Regions from separate parts of the Mus musculus genome. Here all the other regions are linked to region 3. Evidence: chromatin contacts called from public HiChIP or PLAC-seq and Micro-C data. All regions are on one chromosome and are shown on one strand. Each heading gives the region's core, a stretch centred on a gene start, on an enhancer-like site or on the middle of the called end of the contact. The rest is flanking DNA. Distances are from core to core; before and after follow the strand shown.

Region 1 (3,176 bases), core at 16-2,515, 280 kb before region 3:
AGACTGTAACGCTGTTTCTCAAACCATGTAACATGAGCTAATGCATACAAACTTCTACTCAGTTCCTGATCTGTGGCATGGATGTGATCATATTACCTGTAGCTATGGGAGCCCAGGAGAAAAGCCACAAGGAAAACATAACTCTAGGCACATTCAGAAACCCCAGCAGTGGGCACAATTCATTCTCAGGCCTTGCCAGGGTCTTCCTGGGAGCCAGGCCAGGTCTGTATGTACTCCCACAGCTTCTTGTCACAGCAAATCAAAAAATGACTTTGTCTGTCCTTAGATTCCTCATGGCAGAAATCTTGCCTGTTTATTTACTGCAGTCGTAGGGCCTAGCCTTGTTTCTCTTGTGTTCTTTTATTCTGGTACAGTTGGGAGGGTGTGGATACAGGACAGAGCACATACATTCTCTTGCTGTATTTGGAGATGTAGTCATAAGGCAAGGGAAGGAATCCAAAATGTGTCCTGAGGAGATCTAGCAGCTGATGGTCAATCTATGAATGCTCCTTTCTGCCTCCCCAGGCTTATTACAATACATTCTGCATGGCTGTAATGTTATGTCATTTTGTTTTCTGCAACTCAGTGGTAGAGCATATCCATCAAAGGCCAGTTCTTCTCTGTGTTTGAACAAGAGAAAGACCATAGTGATGCTCTGGGAAGATCTTATGCTATGAGTTTAGAGGACCACATTTTAGCCCTGTGTTGTCATTGAGTCTCTGTGTCACCTTGCACTATAACTAGGACCCCAAGACACACTTGACTCACAGCAATTGAAACACTGGGATGTTCACTGAATCCCAGGAAGTAGTAGCTAGCTTACCTGTATACCTTACTGACTCAGGCCTAGGTCCCATAGAATAGTACTCTCATGTAGCATATCCCAGAGAAAGCTAAGGAGGACACCTCTCCCACGGTGGGCCTGAGGCTACCGAGACTGGTAAGTTGTACGGTGATGGTGAGAAGTGCGGATCAAGCTGCAGCCACTGCCAGGCAGGCCACACCGGGAATAACTGTGACAGTAGAACTGCCATGAACTTGGGGAAAGAGCTGGGCTCAGAGATGCAGCCAAGAGAGGCCAAGAAGAAGACTTACTGATGACTCAGTCTCTGAGAATCCACCTTGGTCGTAATTCCCTGCAATTAGAAGCTTGAAAATCCCCCATCTTCCAGCTCTTAAGTGGAGTTCCGGCTGTTTCTATTCCTGGAGCCAAATGGCTGCTGACTAAGTCATCTTCTCATACCAGATGCCAACAGAACAAAACCTTAGCCAATAAGAGGGCTCCACTCATGACAGCTTCATCTGTTTCAAAGACCTCTGTCTTCACCCATCTGTATTAGTCAGCATTCCATCACATAAGGAATTGCCTGAAGTAACCAACTTACAGAGAGAAAAAGTTTATTTAGGTTAATAGTTCTGGAAGCTTTAGGATATGATTGATTGTCCCTGTCACCCTGGGCCTGGGGCAAAGTAGTAAATTGTGGTGGGAGTATATGGGAGCAGAAAACACCACAGCTGGGAAGCCAAAGAAAACTAGAGAAGGGCGGGGCTGGAATCCCAGCATCCTATTCCAGAGTACACTCCCAATGACCTAAGGATGTCCCACTGGACACCACCCCTTAAAGTTCCATGATCTCCCAAAGGCACCATGTTGAGGACCAAGCCCTTATCACATGGACTTCGGCACATACATTCCTGGCAATATCAATATTTTTATTTGACTGCACTAGATCAGAGAAAGGGGCACCTTAGTGTTTCATTATGCAAATGAGGAATCAGATCTAGTGAGGGATGAGTATGGAGTCGCCCAAGGCCTCAGAAGTGCACGTTAGCCTGGCCGTACTCTAGAGGGTCTCTGTGGTGACCTCACAAGGCCCCCTTTCTACAGTGAGATCTATACCTTGAGCCGAAGCTGGTACAAAGTCAAGGTTCTTCGTGGAATTCTACTGTAGAGCAGTCTCAGTTCTTGTGGCAAGTGCCCAGAAAGCATCATGGGAGGAGCCATGGCTGCTGGACTGTGGATGCAGGGGGAAGGAAAGGGAAACAAGCAGTCCTGTCGACTAGGAAACTAGACATGTTCCAGAGGCCCACCAAGCCCCACCCAGCTCCCATGCATGCCCAGAATGAGCACTGCAGCCAAGTGGTTACCCTTTCAAAGCCAGAAGAGAGACCCTGTTGGATGGGACTCACCTTGATGAGTAGTCACGAATACCAGCAGATCCTGTGAAATGTGAGCACCGAGAGAAGTGAGTCCCCAGAAGCATCATCTTGGAAACCAAGAGCCTAAAGTGGCTGAGGAGGTAATTCCAAAGACTTTTCCATTTTCCTAAACTTGCCACCAGAAGAAAACTAAAAGATGACTTCTTGAGGATGCATTCCTGTGAGTGCAAAGCCATGGAGTCTGGAGTTATTTGAACTACATGAAATGTGTACTGTTCAGCTTTGGTGGTCTCTATGGCTACTAAGCCATGGCATGGCACTAAGCAGGCTTGTAACAGAGATTGATGTGGGTTGGCTTAAAGTGCTATTATCCCATTTCTCAGATGGGACATTGGACCTCAAGACCCTGAGGTCAATTACATGGCCCTCTCTCCAGAAACTGGATTCAGGTAGCATGGCTCCACCTTTGGTCCACAGTTGATGCTCTGTTGGCTTGCCTGTGAGCAAAACTAACTCAAAGAGAGGAGGCTGTCAGAGGCCTATAATTTCCTGAGGTCCAAGGTCATGGGCCTAACTCCATAGCCTATTAACACACACTATGTAAAAACTTACAGCTTCTCTGACCTTTTGAAGGATCTGAGAAAAATGTGTTCCCTGGGGTCTGAACCTAACTTTTGGCTTCCCTGTGTGTGGAGATGCAGAGCCTTTGAGAAAGCAGGAGCAGGGGGTCAGAGAACCCAAAGAATGGATTGTGTGCAAGGGTCCTGCTTTCTCAGAGCTTGGTTTCTCCATAATAAAACACAGGCAAATGAGATGGCCTTCCACATCTCTACTCATTCTCTGCTTCCAGACAGTTCTCAATGGCTCGTCTGAATTTTCCTCACAGAGAAGCAGCTGACTTAAGCTTTAGGTTGCACCATTTAGCAGCTGGCACATGGCAGGCCCTTGGTAAATGTCCCAGAGTTAATTTAAGGGCTGCCTCGGGCATCTAGAGTTTCTCATCATATCTGCATCTA
Region 2 (3,127 bases), core at 475-2,974, 260 kb after region 3:
AATGGAGCCAGGCGGTATTGCTCTCTTTTCACTGCCATTGGATCTCCTCCTACTTGCACTGCCTGGTTGGGCCTCAGCGGGAGAGGATGTACCTAGTCCTGCTGGGACAAGATGCTGCAAGGTGGAGTGGTACCCAAGGGAGGGGCTTCCCTTCTCTGAGGAGAAGAGGAGGGAGAAATAAAGGAGGGATTTGGAAGAGAGGAAGGAGGGGAGCTGTGATCGGATGTAAAGTGAATAAAAAGGAAGGAAAAAGGGAAAATTACTAGCTTGTAATGATAGTACATGCCTGTAATGCTAACAACACTCGGGAAGCTGAGGAAGGGGATCTCCAGTTCTAGGCCGGCCTGGGCGACAGACCAAGCAGATGTCTCAAAAAGAATGAATTAAAACATCACAGTGAAAAGTTTCAGTAATCTCTAAAATTAATTTCTCAACTCCAGGAAAGTCACCTGATGTTTCAACCTGAGATAGGCCAGTACTTGATCAGCCTTGCAGGGTTATTTTAGATATCAGATGGGAAAATTTAGTAAGTTCTCTGATGAACCGCACAACTGAAGAAAATGTATATGTTCTTTTATTTAGACTCCTATTTTTCTAGGTATATTGTGCACTGCAAAGTCTGTTTCCCAGGATATTGACTGACTGCTATGTGTCTATGTTCCCCTCTCCCTTTGTTTCTAGATTAACAAAAGCAGTGGCATTGTGGAAGCATCGCGGATCATGAATTTGTACCAGTTTATTCAGCTCTATAAAGACATCACAAGCCAAGCTGCTGGAGTGCTGGCTCAGAGCTCCACCTCTGAAGAGCCTGATGAGAACCCATCCTCGGTCACATCTTGCCAGGCTAGTCTATGGATGGGCAGGTGCGCGCCACAGGACAATGAGCAGGCAAAGCGCTAAGATCATAGTACACCTTCCCTAGCGCTCTATGACCCCGTCAGTTCTCATGTCTCAGCCTGTGGTAGGCAGGTCAGTTTTAGGTTAGTCTGCCTTCCGTTCATTTCAGTCCCAGATTCGCTGTCAGCTCCCTGCCCAGGAACCCACGCTCTGTCTCTTACGTTTGGATAGGAAATACTGATGCCTTCCCTTTAACAGATTTTTAAACAGTCAAAGTCCTTTATAAAATTAGGTCCAGAACTGGAACCATTCAGAAGTTATTTAATTGGAAGTTAAATTTTTAAACATTGTCTTTAGGCCTTGGTGTCTACTCAGGGAAGAAAAGCAGTGGTGCACGTATGGACGCTGCACAGCAGGAGGAAGTGACGTCAGCTGCAGTTTGCCATGACAGTGCCTGTTCCCTAGGGCCTCATGTATGCTGTTCCTTCTGAGCTCTCCTCCCATGCTTTCGGTGTGTGAAAGCTCCCAACTGTTGCTGCCTGATGATGTGACGTAATTCAGTTTGTAACTACCTCATTGGAAAAAGGCCTCTATGGCTCCAGGCATGCTAACATTCTGTCTCACTGTGACTGGCACTGGTTGGTGTGATGCAGAATCTGCATCAACTGTGTCCTCCTCAGAGGTAGGAGTGTGTCTGACAGGAGTTTCAGTCTATTGCATTGCTTCAGTTACAGCTGCATTTTCCCTTCACTTGTAATCAGCTGGTTTCCTCATCCCGTGCTGTGTAGTTGACTTGTATTTTCCATTTGAACCTCACTGTTAGGTGTACAGTGGGCTCTGTTACCAGCCTGTTGTGTGAGTGTCACTGTGCTGTAGCAGTGCTTAGGCCTGTCAGAGGTCTGATTTTTCTGCTCTTTCCTTGTCTCAGTTCAGAGTGGTAATCTTTTTCTAAGTGTTTTGAAAGCTGAGAGTGGTTTTTTACTTGCCTCTGTAGCCACACCACAGCAAGTAAAAAGTTCCTGTTGCGGTCATCTTCAGGAAAGGGGTGAAAGTGTGACTCAAAGACTGGAAGCAGCGCCAGCTGGTTGGGTGAGCCAGCACTTGGTTTCATGTGTTGTGAGCCTCCAGTGGTACCCTGGGACCCAGGTCATAGAAAAAGGCCTTTGCAAGTAGGAGAGTCTGGGGGCCTTCTGAGTTTTGCTTTATGTTAGATGTGTGGTTCTATTAATGGCTAGAGTTTGTGGAGGACTTGCAGTTCATTAAACCCTGCAGTGACTCCACGGGAATACAGTTGATCAGACGAGGAAGCAGGTTTAGGAGAATAAGTGCATGACTAGACCCTGACATGGCTGAGCCCACTGACACATTTAGCCCATTGCAGCTTAGTGGTTTGGAGGAGGAGCTGGAGATTGGCCAACTCTGTGGTGCTCTGATGCCACTGATCCCAGGGGCTGCTCTGTCTGTCTGCACTATCACGTCTGAGCCATAGTTCACCAAATGGAAGGAAGCCAGCTTGTACTTACAATGCGTTACTACTGTCCCCCACAGCTCTGGGAGATTCACTCCCTCAATGAAGCAATCTTTTTCTCACCCAGATAGCTTTACTAGTGTGAAAGTTTTCCTTTTCCCTTTTACCTCAGAGTAGTCTGACCCTCTGGAGGCAGCACAGCAAAGGCCCTAGAACCAACTGGCCTGTGCTCCAGCCTTCACTCTTCTCTTTCATCAGTTCCTCACCTTTTAAAGAGGATGAGAGCGATGTCATGTGCCCCAGAGGGCTGTCGGCAGTTAATTGAGTTAATAGATGGGACACACAGCGGTATGTGTGGGCGAGTTACCTGTCACCATTATTAGTAAATCATTAGAGTGCCCTTGAGTGCAGAGGCCATGCCCTCTGGAATTCTACCCAACAAGTGTGATCTCTTCTGCCCTTCAAATGTTTGAAAACTCCTCAAATTTCCATTGAGCCTTGCTCTCCACAGTAAGTGTCTCCAGCCTTTGTTCACGTGGTTCTCCGTACCTTAGGAGCATCGAGTGGCTGTCCTGTCCCCGTGGTGCTGGAAAGGTAGCAGACAGTGTGGGCATGGAGTACCTTCCTCCAGCAGTCTCTGTCTCATTCTTCTCGGGCTACAGTGCTGTTTTTATATAGTCATCTGCTCCCAACTCTGAAACTTTCCTGTCAGAACACTCTGTCACTCTTTGGGGAGTCTGTTGTATTTTCTGTCCCTGACACCCTCAGGTGAAAATTTGAAGCCCCAAAGCAGAAATGCTAAGTCAGTGGATCTGAAAAGGC
Region 3 (2,875 bases), core at 286-2,785:
GTTTCTGTTTTATTTATTAGATATATGCATAATATAAATATATTAGGATATATTTACATTCTAGTCCTTTGTATTTAGAATATCCATGTTTTAGACCAAGTGGCTATTTGACACATACACTAGTATAGTGAGTATTGAGTTTTTGGACCACTGTGTTTCTAGCACACAGATGTCTTTAGTGTATCATAATGAATGTAAATCACTTGTGAAAAACTAAAATATCACAGTATATATTTCTACTAGTTATAAAGCCATACAAGTTATATATACAAAGCAAAATCTCTTATATTGAAAAAAATTGCCCCTCTCCTAAAAAATGCTTTTCTTTTTTACACTTAACCCCCAAATAAAAATGGTTTTTACAGTTTTTAGTTTAAGTGAAAGTTTATTTAATAGCATTAATTCTAAGGCAAAGACCTAAGTTTACTAGAATTATAAACCTTCAAAGCCACACTTTTCAGCAGACTTAAATACTAAGGAAAGTACAATTGTCTGCTGAAAATTCTATTTAAGAACTAGGGCTTTCAACACCAAGACATGCCAAATTACGTTTGGGTCTTTGAAAACCCAGCTCTTGGGAATGAATTCCAAGCCATGACTGTTGAAAACACACGTGCTTTAGTTTAGTAACCCATCTTATTGAAAAAAAAAAATGCATGCTTAACAGAGATGGGACATTTCTCGTTTACATACCTTCATTTTTGGAAAGCTAAAATGTTGCATACTGTGGCATACATACATAACCCATCTTTTAAAATACCACCTGGAAGTATAGTTTGAAATGCTTCATTTTCCTATATAGCCCTTAAATAAAATGAAAGCACTGCGCTGCCCGTCTTTAATGTTTGTTAAAAATGAAGGAAAAACTTTAAAAAATGACTTTGCAATTTCCAAATGCCCGCGCTCTGCAAACACTTCTCAAGCCAGCCTAGTATACTGTCTGGGTCAAGCTCGGTGACAGCAGGCCGAGCATTTGAGTTAAAGCTGCCTCTAGCCTGGGATACAAAGCCCTTCCTTTGATCCTTTTCTCGTTACTCTGCAGATGGAGGACCAACAAACAGAACGCATTCCTATCGATGGGCACACGTCCCTCTCTTCAGCAAAGCTCCCAGACGCTAAACCGAGGCCAGGCCGCAAGGCCACGCCGAGCCCTCAGGACGCCAGGCCCGGGCGGGTCAGGGAGGAGAGGCGAGGAAAAGGTTCTTCTATGCAAGCATGAGGCTGGGACTCCGGAACAAAGCGCCGGCCCAGGAAGACCAGGCGGCCCGGCGGCGCACACTCACTGGGCTCCCGGCGCTACGCAAGAGTCCCGCAGCGCGCCGGCCCGCCGCCCTTACGCCACTGGCTTGGCCCCAGAGCCTTCGCGAATATGGCTTTGCGCACTGCGGCGAGGCTGCGCCGCAACCGAGCTTGCCCGCTGGCTCCTCCCCGCCGCCCTGCGCGGATTGGTAGCGGACGGAAGCCCGGCTGCTGATTGGATAGCGAAGGAGCCACTCGGGGAGGCTCTAGTGGGTCGGCCGCCTCAGAGTGATAAGTTGGGCTTCAGACACGCCTCAGCGCCAGCAGCGAGCCGGAGCTCTATGGAGGTGGCGGCGGGTACCAGGTGGCGGCTGCAGCAGCTACTCCTCTGAGCTGAGACTTTCAAGCCGGCCGCGTCTCCTTCCTCCCCCTTCCCTCCCCCTTTTTTGTTTTCCGTTCCCCTTCCCCCTCCCTTCCCCGTCCCCGACGACCGGATCCAGAGGAGGCAGCTGCGGTGGCAGCTGCTGAGTTCTCGGTGAAGGTGAGTGGAGTCGCCGCCGAGCGGAGCCCTCTAAGATGGCCGCCGCCCCTGGCCGCTTCTTGTCGAGTGGAACAAAATGGCGGCCGCAGGCGGAGCCGGGCGGGGCGGCCTTTCCTCTGCCTTTGGGCTACTTAGAAATCTATGGCCTCCGCGCTCCTTCCTGTGTCGACCGAAGAGCTAGGCTGACGTGCGGTCGAGTGGCGGGCGCAGCCGGGATCCTGACGTGGGATCCGGGAACAGCGTGCGAGCGTGGCAGGCCTCGCGCCTCGGCGGGAGGGACGCGGCCCGCGGCAGGGCCCGGCCGTTGGCGCGGGACCAGCGAGGCGGACGAGTCCGGAGCCCGGCCTCCCGGCGGGGAGGAGGTGTGTGGCCCTACTGCGGGATGTCCCACTCGGGCGACGCCAAGAGCGAGTCTCGGTCCCTTTGTGGGCCTTGGCAGCCGAGGCGCTGTCAGCCGGGGGATTTATGGTGGAGGCGGCGGGTGGGCAGGAGGCCGCCTTCCTGCGGGAGAACAAAGGGCCGGCCCGGAGGGGGCGCCTCCCGCCCAGGCCTGGGCCCTCGCTAGACGCCGCTCGGAAGCTGAGCCAGCCTGGGCCTGGGGGAGGAACTCGCTGCTCTTTTGTTCGCGCGGAGTGGGGCGGAGGTGCCTGCTGCCATGTTGTGTTGTGGCCCCGGCCTTCCGGCGGCTTTCCACACGCGCCCTGTGTAAAAGGAAGGGCTTATAAAGACGAGCGGAGGAAAAGCTGCCCAACACCGGGTAGTGAGGCTCTGGCCGGCCTGTCACCACCCCGGCCACCCATTTTAGTACCGCAGACATATCCCTTGTAGCACCGCCGGTCTTGATAGCATTTCTGTTTAATTTTAAAGGCCCCATAATACGGCTGCTTCCTAGGCAGCATCCAGATTTTTTTTCATTTTATTTTTCTCACAAAAGCTGTTCTTTGCATCCTTGAATACTAAGAGAATCCACGGGGCTAAACAGGTTTTATTGTGTATTTGTGGGTTTTGACTTCGTTCTATTTTAGTCTTCTGAGGGCTGCAATGCAGTGAAAGTTCAACCAGCTGCAGTGCTGGGAGCGGAAATAAATTATATTT

What was found. A called contact is a pair of places that touch in the nucleus more often than the background predicts. HiChIP or PLAC-seq counts read pairs in DNA pulled down with a chosen protein or histone mark.
Region 1: a contact with region 3 is called in a Micro-C map of muscle stem cells, with 5 times the contacts expected there. The contact joins the enhancer-like site here to the promoter of Eif4g2 in region 3. A contact is called at or near these places in 1 of 39 promoter capture datasets (the 3T3-L1 cell line), 1 of 15 datasets of contacts at CTCF or cohesin (the NIH/3T3 cell line), 1 of 484 Hi-C or Micro-C datasets (muscle stem cells) and 1 of 115 datasets of contacts at active chromatin or transcription factors (bone marrow-derived macrophages).
Region 2: an H3K4me3 HiChIP or PLAC-seq map of pro-B cells shows a contact between it and region 3, with 3 times the contacts expected there. The contact joins the enhancer-like site here to the promoter of Eif4g2 in region 3. A contact is called at or near these places in 9 of 39 promoter capture datasets (the 3T3-L1 cell line, 3T3-L1-derived adipocytes, the C10 cell line and 4 more), 1 of 484 Hi-C or Micro-C datasets (pre-B cells), 2 of 115 datasets of contacts at active chromatin or transcription factors (large pre-B cells and pro-B cells) and 4 of 9 other capture datasets (adipose tissue, embryonic stem cells, liver and 1 more).

Annotation. Positions count from the first base shown.
Region 1 is chr7:111,365,525-111,368,700 of GRCm38.p6, reverse strand. No RefSeq gene overlaps it. Among named protein-coding and RNA genes, the nearest start is that of Gm33145, 81 kb to the right of the region's middle. Within about 2 kb of position 1,265, at least 44 of the 459 cell types and tissues checked have an H3K27ac peak or open chromatin away from gene starts, as enhancers often do. A contact at or near this core is called in muscle stem cells, where this site is marked.
Region 2 is chr7:110,822,953-110,826,079 of GRCm38.p6, reverse strand. Rnf141 (ring finger protein 141) reads left to right here. Exons shown (of 6, transcript NM_025999.3): 4 at 682-863. Among named protein-coding and RNA genes, the nearest start is that of Rnf141, 20 kb to the left of the region's middle. Within about 2 kb of position 1,724, at least 125 of the 459 cell types and tissues checked have an H3K27ac peak or open chromatin away from gene starts, as enhancers often do. A contact at or near this core is called in 3T3-L1-derived adipocytes, the HPC-7 cell line, adipose tissue and 2 more, where this site is marked.
Region 3 is chr7:111,081,690-111,084,564 of GRCm38.p6, reverse strand. It overlaps Eif4g2 (eukaryotic translation initiation factor 4, gamma 2), which reads left to right and starts at 1,535. Exons shown (of 22, transcript NM_013507.3): 1 at 1,535-1,780.